Regions from separate parts of the Mus musculus genome. Here all the other regions are linked to region 3. Evidence: chromatin contacts called from public Hi-C and HiChIP or PLAC-seq data. All regions are on one chromosome and are shown on one strand. Each heading gives the region's core, a stretch centred on a gene start, on an enhancer-like site or on the middle of the called end of the contact. The rest is flanking DNA. Distances are from core to core; before and after follow the strand shown.

Region 1 (2,700 bases), core at 38-2,537, 460 kb before region 3:
TTACTGCTAACTCAAAGCCATTCAAGTTCCAATAAGACCATATATGTGATCATCTCCAGACATTTTACATAGCATAACACTTTGATGTGTGAGACAGTAGCCATGGCCTATCATCTAGAAAAAGATTTTGAATTTATGACCCACTGATGTTCAAGCAGAATCATCTATCTGTATGGCCATGGGTTTTGAATTATTCACTTGGAAGAGCTCAGAGGCTTACTGCTTGTCAAAGAGTCTAAGAGAATGACTGTCCCTCCTCCATAATCTATCAATTGCCAATTGCTCAGCAAAAAAGGTAAGGCGATATGAGCTCGTCCCCTACCCATGACTGGGTGTCGACAGGCCTTGTCTTGTTCAGACATAGTACAGGCAAATGCAGCTCCTGTGGGCTTGTGTTTGCAATGGTACATCATGTCCTGATGGTAGCATTTTGTACCTTCTTTATCTCCTGTCTCTTTCATTCTTTCCTCTCAGTCCTTCTGTAGTATTCCCTGGGACTTGGATGGTGTGGTAGAAATGTCATGTTTAGGGTTGAGTGCTCACGTATTGGAAGTACTTTGAGCATCAGTGAGTCTCTTCCTCACGGGCAGGAGGGAGGGATGACTACTGTGTGAGGGAGCTGAGAGATGGATAGTGATAGTAATCAGAGCATGTAACACTGCCTAAAACCAAATTTAATCAATAAAACAGAAAAGGGATGTGCGAACAAGAATGAACGTGGACACATAGTAGCTCTCTATTAAAATTGTAGGTAGTTGTTCATGAGTAAGGGCTTAGAATTCATTTCTTGGGGAAAAAATCACTGTAGTACTGGTAGTTCTGTCACTATCTTGAGATATGAAATTAGTAATGGTACTTGAATTTCTGAGCCTCACTTGTTGGAAAAATACGAAGACATTATTGCGGTTGACATCATGACTAATCCTTTATCAACAAACACAACTGTTACTATGAAAATATGATATTGCTACCATTATTGTTATTTTAGGGTTGTTGGGTGGAATGAGGTAGAAAAAGTATGTGCAACTGCTTAACACTTTCCCTGTTCCTTTCTACATATTATGTATGGAGTGTGATTGCTTAGGTGGTGGGCTGGTTGGTGTCCTGACTGACTGACTATCCCAGAAGTTTTGTCAAAGCAGTGATTTGAGGTTAAGATCAGGAAAAAGTTCCTGTGAATAAAAAAAGAAAAAAGAGAAAAGAAAAAAGAACTGCCTGTTCTTCTATGGGCTTATTGTACAAGCCAGCATTAATAGCTTCCCCATTATGCCTGGTTTGCTTTTATGTACTAAGAACAGAATGCACTGCCACTCCAGACACTGAACTCAGTCTCTCTGGGTGATTCTAATGGTTCCTACTGCCACTGGTCTTCACTATTGGTTTTGATTTCAAAGTATTTTTTAGCAGCTTGCCCAATGCTATTAACTTGGGACAGGAAGAGGGTGCACGCTCACCTTCTGTGTATACAGATTATATATGTGTCTGACAGAAATATGATAATATTAGATGGAAGGATATAAGCATGGAGAAATGGACTTTAGGTCATTGCATAACCTAATGCAGTAATGACTTCTTAAGTTATTTTTGGAACAAGTGAGGGGAAAACAAAAAAATGGAGAATATGCAATACTCACAATTAAAATATTGTATATATGTAAGAGTGGGCCATTGTATATTATCCAATAACAAAAGAAGCCATCCTTTGTTGAGAGTTTGGGGACTAGATTTTTAAGTGTTCCAATTTCCAGACATGGTCCCATATACCTTGTTGATTCTATTTTCTGTGATTCTCACATGGACCCCACTTTTACTACAATGGAAATTGAGGCTTACATTGAGTTGCAGTGGCTTGACAGACAAGCAAGTTCTTATCCTACTTAGAGAGTCAGTAAGAGTTAGTCAGTGACAGATTCAGTATTTAAACTAGACCTATCTGGTTTCAAAATAAATTCATCATGCTATATTGTGTTTATACAACTCTTACACTTATGTTGACTGAGCAAGGTTCTAGGCAAAGGTCCTTTCATTAAATATAAAATACATAGCTCATATCCTGGAGATTCAGACATAGCATTCAGTGTCTACATATTGCTTTAGGAATCTAACTTCTGCTAGTACCTTCACCTTGATGCTGAACATTTTCTCTTTTCTCATTCCGTGCTGAGTGATCACCGGGAAATACTATTTTAATTTTTATTATTTTAAAATTTACTTCCAAATAACACATTTACTCCTAAATGATTTTGAATTTTGTTTTCAAGTGTGTTGTCTTAAGTCACATAAATAAAGTTAAACCAGATCTTAGTGTTTAATCGCTGGAAAACACACCATGGGGACCACTATCACTTCCCTTGCCCACCCTTTGTGATGCCATCTTCTCTATCTTCTCCAGTCTCTCAGAGTCTGAGTTATTGTCCTCCCTCCTCTGACCTCAGATGACTTATATGGCTAAAAATGTAATTGGTCTTTATCCTACAAAAAGTTCCCCTTTCTGTTGGCACCAATCTGATGTTAAGTGGTTGATATCTTTCAGTTTCCTGAGTCATGATCATATACTGCTGATCTTTTACTATTTCTCAGTTTCCTTGACTGTAAAAGAAGAATGGCAATCCTATCTATTTCTGTTTACATAATTCTCTCTCTCTCTCTCTCTCATTCTCTCTTGCTCTCTCCTTCCCTCCCTCCTTCTCTCTCTCTCTC
Region 2 (2,700 bases), core at 106-2,605, 320 kb before region 3:
ATTGCTTCTCAGGCTAGCAGCTGAAAACCTAAACAGCTTAAACAACAAACCAAAGAGAAGAAAGAGAAGAAGGAATCTAGCTCTGAAGGGTCTACTAGTGACAGCGACGGGACTGATAGCAACAGTGACATCTGTAGTCAGATGTCCCGCTTGAGTTTGCGGCGCAGTAGGACGCCTGAACCATCAGCCCCTCCGTTGACTTCTCCCCCCCCCCCCCCATAAAGATTAGGAAGACAAAAGGGGAAGGCGTAGTCTTCATGTAGAAGTCTAGAAAAATGTGCCCACCATTGTGGGGGCCTTCCCAGTATTTCAGGATCAACAGGGGCAACGTTATCATGAACCCCTGGATTGGAAGGTTGTACAAAGATTGAAGGAGTCAGTTCCGACTTATGGGGTCCAGGCTGCCTTTACCATAACTCAAGTTGAGTCCCTACAGCGGTACTGTATGACGCCTTTTGATTGGCAGAACCTTCGCAAAGCCATTCTTTCGGGAGGAGGTTATTTAACATGGAAGGCTGCTTATCTTAAGCATGCCGTTGAGCAGGCTATGGCTAATGCTGCTGCTGGATTCCCCAATGCAGCCTGGAATATAGACATGTTAATGGGGCAAGGGAACTTTGCCAACAATCAAACAGGTTATCCTATACAGGTTTATGAGCAGATTAATAACTGCTCTTAGAGCTTGGAAGATGCTATCAGGCACTGGAGACCTTGGGACCAGCTTGTCTAGGGTGATACAGGGACCCAATGAGAACTTTGCAGACTTCCTAGCACGACTAGTGGAGACAGCTGGGAGAGTATTTCCAGATGGTGATGCTGCAATGCCATTGGTCAAGCAATTAGCCTATGAGTAGGCCAATAAACCCTGCAGAGACGCCATATGCCCTTATAAGAGCCAACGTTGTAAGTATGGTTAAAGGTTTTCCGAGATGTGGTGGACATTCCACTGACCAACCAGGGGTTAGTGGCAGCCATAGTTCAGGCTCAAAGGCAGACTCCTCATCAGGGTGGACAGCAAGGGGGAATCCAGGGGGGATGCTTCTCTTGTGGGCAGCCAGGTCATTTCAAGCGAGACTGTCCTAATAAAGGAAGACAGGAGATACAGACAGGCATGCAGAGCCCAAGTTATGCCCTCACTGTCACAAAGGAAATCATTGCGTCAGAGAATGTCAATCCAAGTGGGATGTAGATGGTTGTCCCCTAACTTCTCAATCCACAGCTGCTAGGCCAAAAAATGGAGTGCGGGGCCCCCAGCCTCAGGGCCCACAAATATATGGGGCCATGCAGCAGACTCCCACACTGTGGCCAAACCTTCAACACATTCCCCGGTGCAATCATCTACGGGCATCCTCAGAAGAGCCACAACAGGAAGTGCAGGACTGGACATCTGTGCCACCACCAGACTCATATTAACCCCAGAAATGAGTGTGCAAATGACTGCTTCAGACTTTAAGGGTCCTTTGCCTAAAAACACAGTTGGCCTCTTATTAGGACATGGTTCAGCAGCCAATAAGGGATTAATTATCCATCCTGGTGTCATTGATCCTGACTATGGGGGAGAGTTTAAGATCATGGTTTCCTCCCCCAGAGGGGTGTCTGCCATTTCCCCTGGAGATAGAATTGCTCAAATTTTGCTTTTGCCTAGTCACCATGCTAGCTTCCTTTCAAGGGAACTGAAAAGAGGAAATAGGTGCTTCAGCTCTACTGGAGACACTGGGGTGTGGTTTTCTATGACTATGGAGGATCACCCTATGATTAAACTTGAAATTTAGGGAGTCTCTATATGGGGCTTACTTGATTGGGCCAATCGCAGCACTGTAAAAGAAACAGATTGGCCAAAAAGTTGGCCCCTTCAGACCTCTGCTCAAACTCTTCAAGGTCTTGGATTTGCACAAGACCCCAGCTACAGTGCCAGTGTACTCCATTGGAAGGATGAGGAGGGGGCATAGGGGCAGTTTTCAGCCATTTGTTCTTCAAGTCCCTGTTTCATTATGGGGAAGAGATGTTATGACCAAGATGGGTGTAAAAATAGTTTCAGAAAAGACTTATAGTTTGCAGAGTCAAGCTATCATGGACGGGATGAACTATCAGAAGGGTAAGGGTCTTGGCAAAAATGAGGATGGATGATTCTCACCTATCTCTCCTAGAGGCCAAAGTGGCAGGGAGGGATTGGGTTTTTCCTAGGGTCCACTGAGCAAATATCTATTAAATGGAAATCTTATCAGTTGGGTGCCTCAGTGACCCCTACCCAAGGAAAAGCTGGAAGCTGGCCACATGTTGGTTAAAGAGCAACTTGATGCAGGACATGTTAGAGAATCTATTTCACCATGGAATTCACCTATTTTTGTTATAAAAAAGAAATCAGGGAAATGGAGGTTACTCCATTGTTTACGTGCAGACAATGCCCAGATGGAAATCATGGGGTCAGTGCAATTATGGTTACCAATGACTTCAGCGTTACCAAGAAATTGGACCTCAATAGTGATAGAGTTGAAAGATTGCTTTTTCACTGTTCCTCTGCATCCGGTTGATACAGATAAATTTGCCTTTACCTTGCCATCAATTAATCATTCTGCCCCTGATTTGCGATATGAGTGGGTGGTTCTACCCCAAGGTATGGCAAATAGCCCTACACTGTGCCAGGTTTATGTAGATAAGGCATTGCGACCTATCTGACAACAGTATCCGAGAGTATATTTA
Region 3 (2,700 bases), core at 78-2,577:
TATATAAAATATATTAATCAAATTACTGAGATTATTTTATTTTATGTGTGACTTTTAAATAATGTAAAATAATATGTAATTTGAATTACATTTCTAAGCACCCTGACTCCTGAGCACACACCTTGGTGAGAATAGCATGCATGTTGTAAATAACGTATTTACCTTATACGTTTGCTTCCTTTTCTGGCCTGAGGAGCTGATTTATATATCCTGGCCTAGGGAAGACATCTAAGACTGGTACCTAGATTCTCCGTGTTGCGGCTTAATGGAAAACATTGCTGATCACATTATTGCGAAGTTAACTGTAGTTCAAACCATTAATGTTCTAAAATTCTATCTAAAATAGTTGGGAACATAATGGGAAACACTTTGGAATTATAGGGTATTCAACCTGGGTCCTCATGCATACAAGAATCTAACCATTGAGCTATGTCTACTCAAGAGACCCTTTTTTATATTGGATCTTCTCATTGAGGGAAGTAAGTATTCGCTGAAAACTGCCCTAAAGCTGCGTCTCTCATTAGCACGGAGTACACTGTATCCTTATCTAACTCAAGTAGATAAGGAATACAGAATAAATTAAATAGTAAGCTTTTTGTAAGAAAGGAAATTACCTTTTTCCACTTTGCTCTGTTCTGGAAAAACAAACCTGATCTTTGAAAAAGATAGCAGGAACTGCTAAGGAACCAAGGCTCATCTTCACACTGAGAAACATCTTACTGTTTATTTAGTGGAAGACATTTGAATCAGAAGTTAAGCTTATTTCATAGCTTGATCAGGTTGCATGTTCTGTATCATTTGCAGAAACCTGAAAACAGCCACCCTTTCATGATACTGTTTGAAGAAACAGCAGGCTTGCATGGTTCTCTTCCTTTGGAGCTTCATCTAAGCAGCCCTGTGGCTTAGGGAAAAACGGGTATCATCCTAGTGGACAACAAACAGATTCCTAACTCTATGTGATGCCTGCACGTTCCTTTTGGTGAAAAAGCAAGCCTTCTTCAACATAGCAAGCATTGTAGCCTACAAGCCAGCCCACTTCCTTCTGCTTTTTTTTTTTTAAACTCCAGACCTTGTTAAATATTTTGCATAAATTCTATCATTTTGAAAATTGGCTAGCATTTTACTCTTTCTAGTGACAAAAGGAAAAATACATTTGAGCTTATTTAAAGCTCTGGGACTTTATTGTACAGGAAATGCCAGACTGTGGATCTAGCTCAAGTCTTTCATCATCTCCAAGAAGAGACAGGAGAGTAAAACAAGATGCAGTACCATTCAGCTGCTGTGCACTTCTAGCTGCTGAGCAATCTCATTAATGCTGTAAAAAGGAACACTTGGGCAGTTTCATTCCCCACTATTGGGAAGGCGCAGTTCTTCTTCCTGTCCTCTTGTTCTACTGCCCAGCAGTGTTTCCTTACTCTGCTTCTCAATGTTGCACTCATCAAGCAAATACTGTGTCAAGTAGAATAGTTTTCCCATCCTACTTAAACTCTCTTATTATTGTTATTATGGTGGTTGTGGTGGCGGTGGCGGTGGTGGTGGTGGTACTATTATTGAGAGTAGAGGAACCTACCTTCTCTGTGGCACCAGCATAGAAACCAAGCACTCTCTGATCACAGCTGAACACTAGCAAGTATTCTCAATTAGACACGTGTGTTGAAGTATCCATTTTAAGGGTTTTTTTCTCTTTACATAAAAGAAAGTCAATGTGGTCCAAGGTGTATTGACTTCCTTGTTGACAGACATGTTAGACCTTTACGGAGGCCTTGAATGAAAGACTACAAGCTACAAGGCAAGCCACATGCTAGCCCAGTTGCTTTGAACACTTCAAGGACACCTTAAAGAAATGACACTGAAACTACCCAGGCTTGTTGTTAAAACACAACTCTGACTCCATAGGGCACTGAAGCAGTCACAGCTAATGCAAAAACAAAAACAAAAACAAAAACAAAAATGAAACTATATCACATGGGGTTCTGTTTTGTTTTGTTTTGTTTTGTTTTTCAATTACAAGACTCAGTGAATTCTAAGTAAATCTACAGCAATATTTATCCAGTCCCAAGAGGGAGCCCTTTTCCTCCAGGTCCAGGAAAACTGTGTTGGTAAAATAAGGTCTTTCACTTGTATGCTTATGTAACATATGTATAGTTATGCAAACACCATCCTTCAACTGCATAGAGTCAGGCTGAGATTTGTTGTGGACAGCCATGTTGCTGTTTGTATTTTGATGCTAATCTACCTTCCCCAGGAGACACTGCCTTGGACAGTAGTGAATCCTGTACTCAGGACTTTATTGACCCTTCTAATGAATAAAGAAACCAATCACTGGGCAAGTAGACAGGACTTCTGCGTCAGAGGGAGGCAGAAAAGAGGCAGGAGAGAGACTGGCTTTATGGGCAGGAACAGCAGGAGGAGAAGATGTAGCTAGGAGTGATTACCAGTTTAGATGGTGAATCTGCCAGGATTCCCCACCAGAGGATTTAAATTTATTAAGGCTTACAAAATTGGGATTATAGTTGTTGTTTGTTTGTTTTTATTAGATATTTTCTTAATTTTCATTGCAAATATTATTCCCTTAACTGGTTTCCCCTCCAAAAGCCCCCATCCCCTTCTCCCTCCCACTACTCACAAACCCACCTACTCCCTCTTCCTGGCCATGGAATTCCCCTACATGGGGGGGGGGAGATAGAGCATTCACAGGAC

What was found. HiChIP or PLAC-seq counts read pairs in DNA pulled down with a chosen protein or histone mark. A called contact is a pair of places that touch in the nucleus more often than the background predicts.
Region 1: a Hi-C map of bone marrow-derived macrophages shows a contact between it and region 3, with 14 read pairs. The contact joins two enhancer-like sites. A contact is called at or near these places in 1 of 484 Hi-C or Micro-C datasets (bone marrow-derived macrophages) and 1 of 115 datasets of contacts at active chromatin or transcription factors (large pre-B cells).
Region 2: a contact with region 3 is called in a RAD21 HiChIP or PLAC-seq map of pro-B cells, with 3 times the contacts expected there. The contact joins two enhancer-like sites.

Annotation. Positions count from the first base shown.
Region 1 is chr15:9,627,369-9,630,068 of GRCm38.p6, forward strand. All of the region lies in intron 25 of Spef2 (sperm flagellar 2), which reads right to left. Among named protein-coding and RNA genes, the nearest start is that of Il7r, 99 kb to the left of the region's middle. Within about 2 kb of position 1,288, at least 3 of the 459 cell types and tissues checked have an H3K27ac peak or open chromatin away from gene starts, as enhancers often do. A contact at or near this core is called in bone marrow-derived macrophages, where this site is marked.
Region 2 is chr15:9,773,271-9,775,970 of GRCm38.p6, forward strand. No RefSeq gene overlaps it. Among named protein-coding and RNA genes, the nearest start is that of Spef2, 26 kb to the left of the region's middle. Within about 2 kb of position 1,356, at least 41 of the 459 cell types and tissues checked have an H3K27ac peak or open chromatin away from gene starts, as enhancers often do. A contact at or near this core is called in pro-B cells, where this site is marked.
Region 3 is chr15:10,089,559-10,092,258 of GRCm38.p6, forward strand. No RefSeq gene overlaps it. Among named protein-coding and RNA genes, the nearest start is that of Prlr, 86 kb to the right of the region's middle. Within about 2 kb of position 1,328, at least 11 of the 459 cell types and tissues checked have an H3K27ac peak or open chromatin away from gene starts, as enhancers often do. A contact at or near this core is called in bone marrow-derived macrophages and pro-B cells, where this site is marked.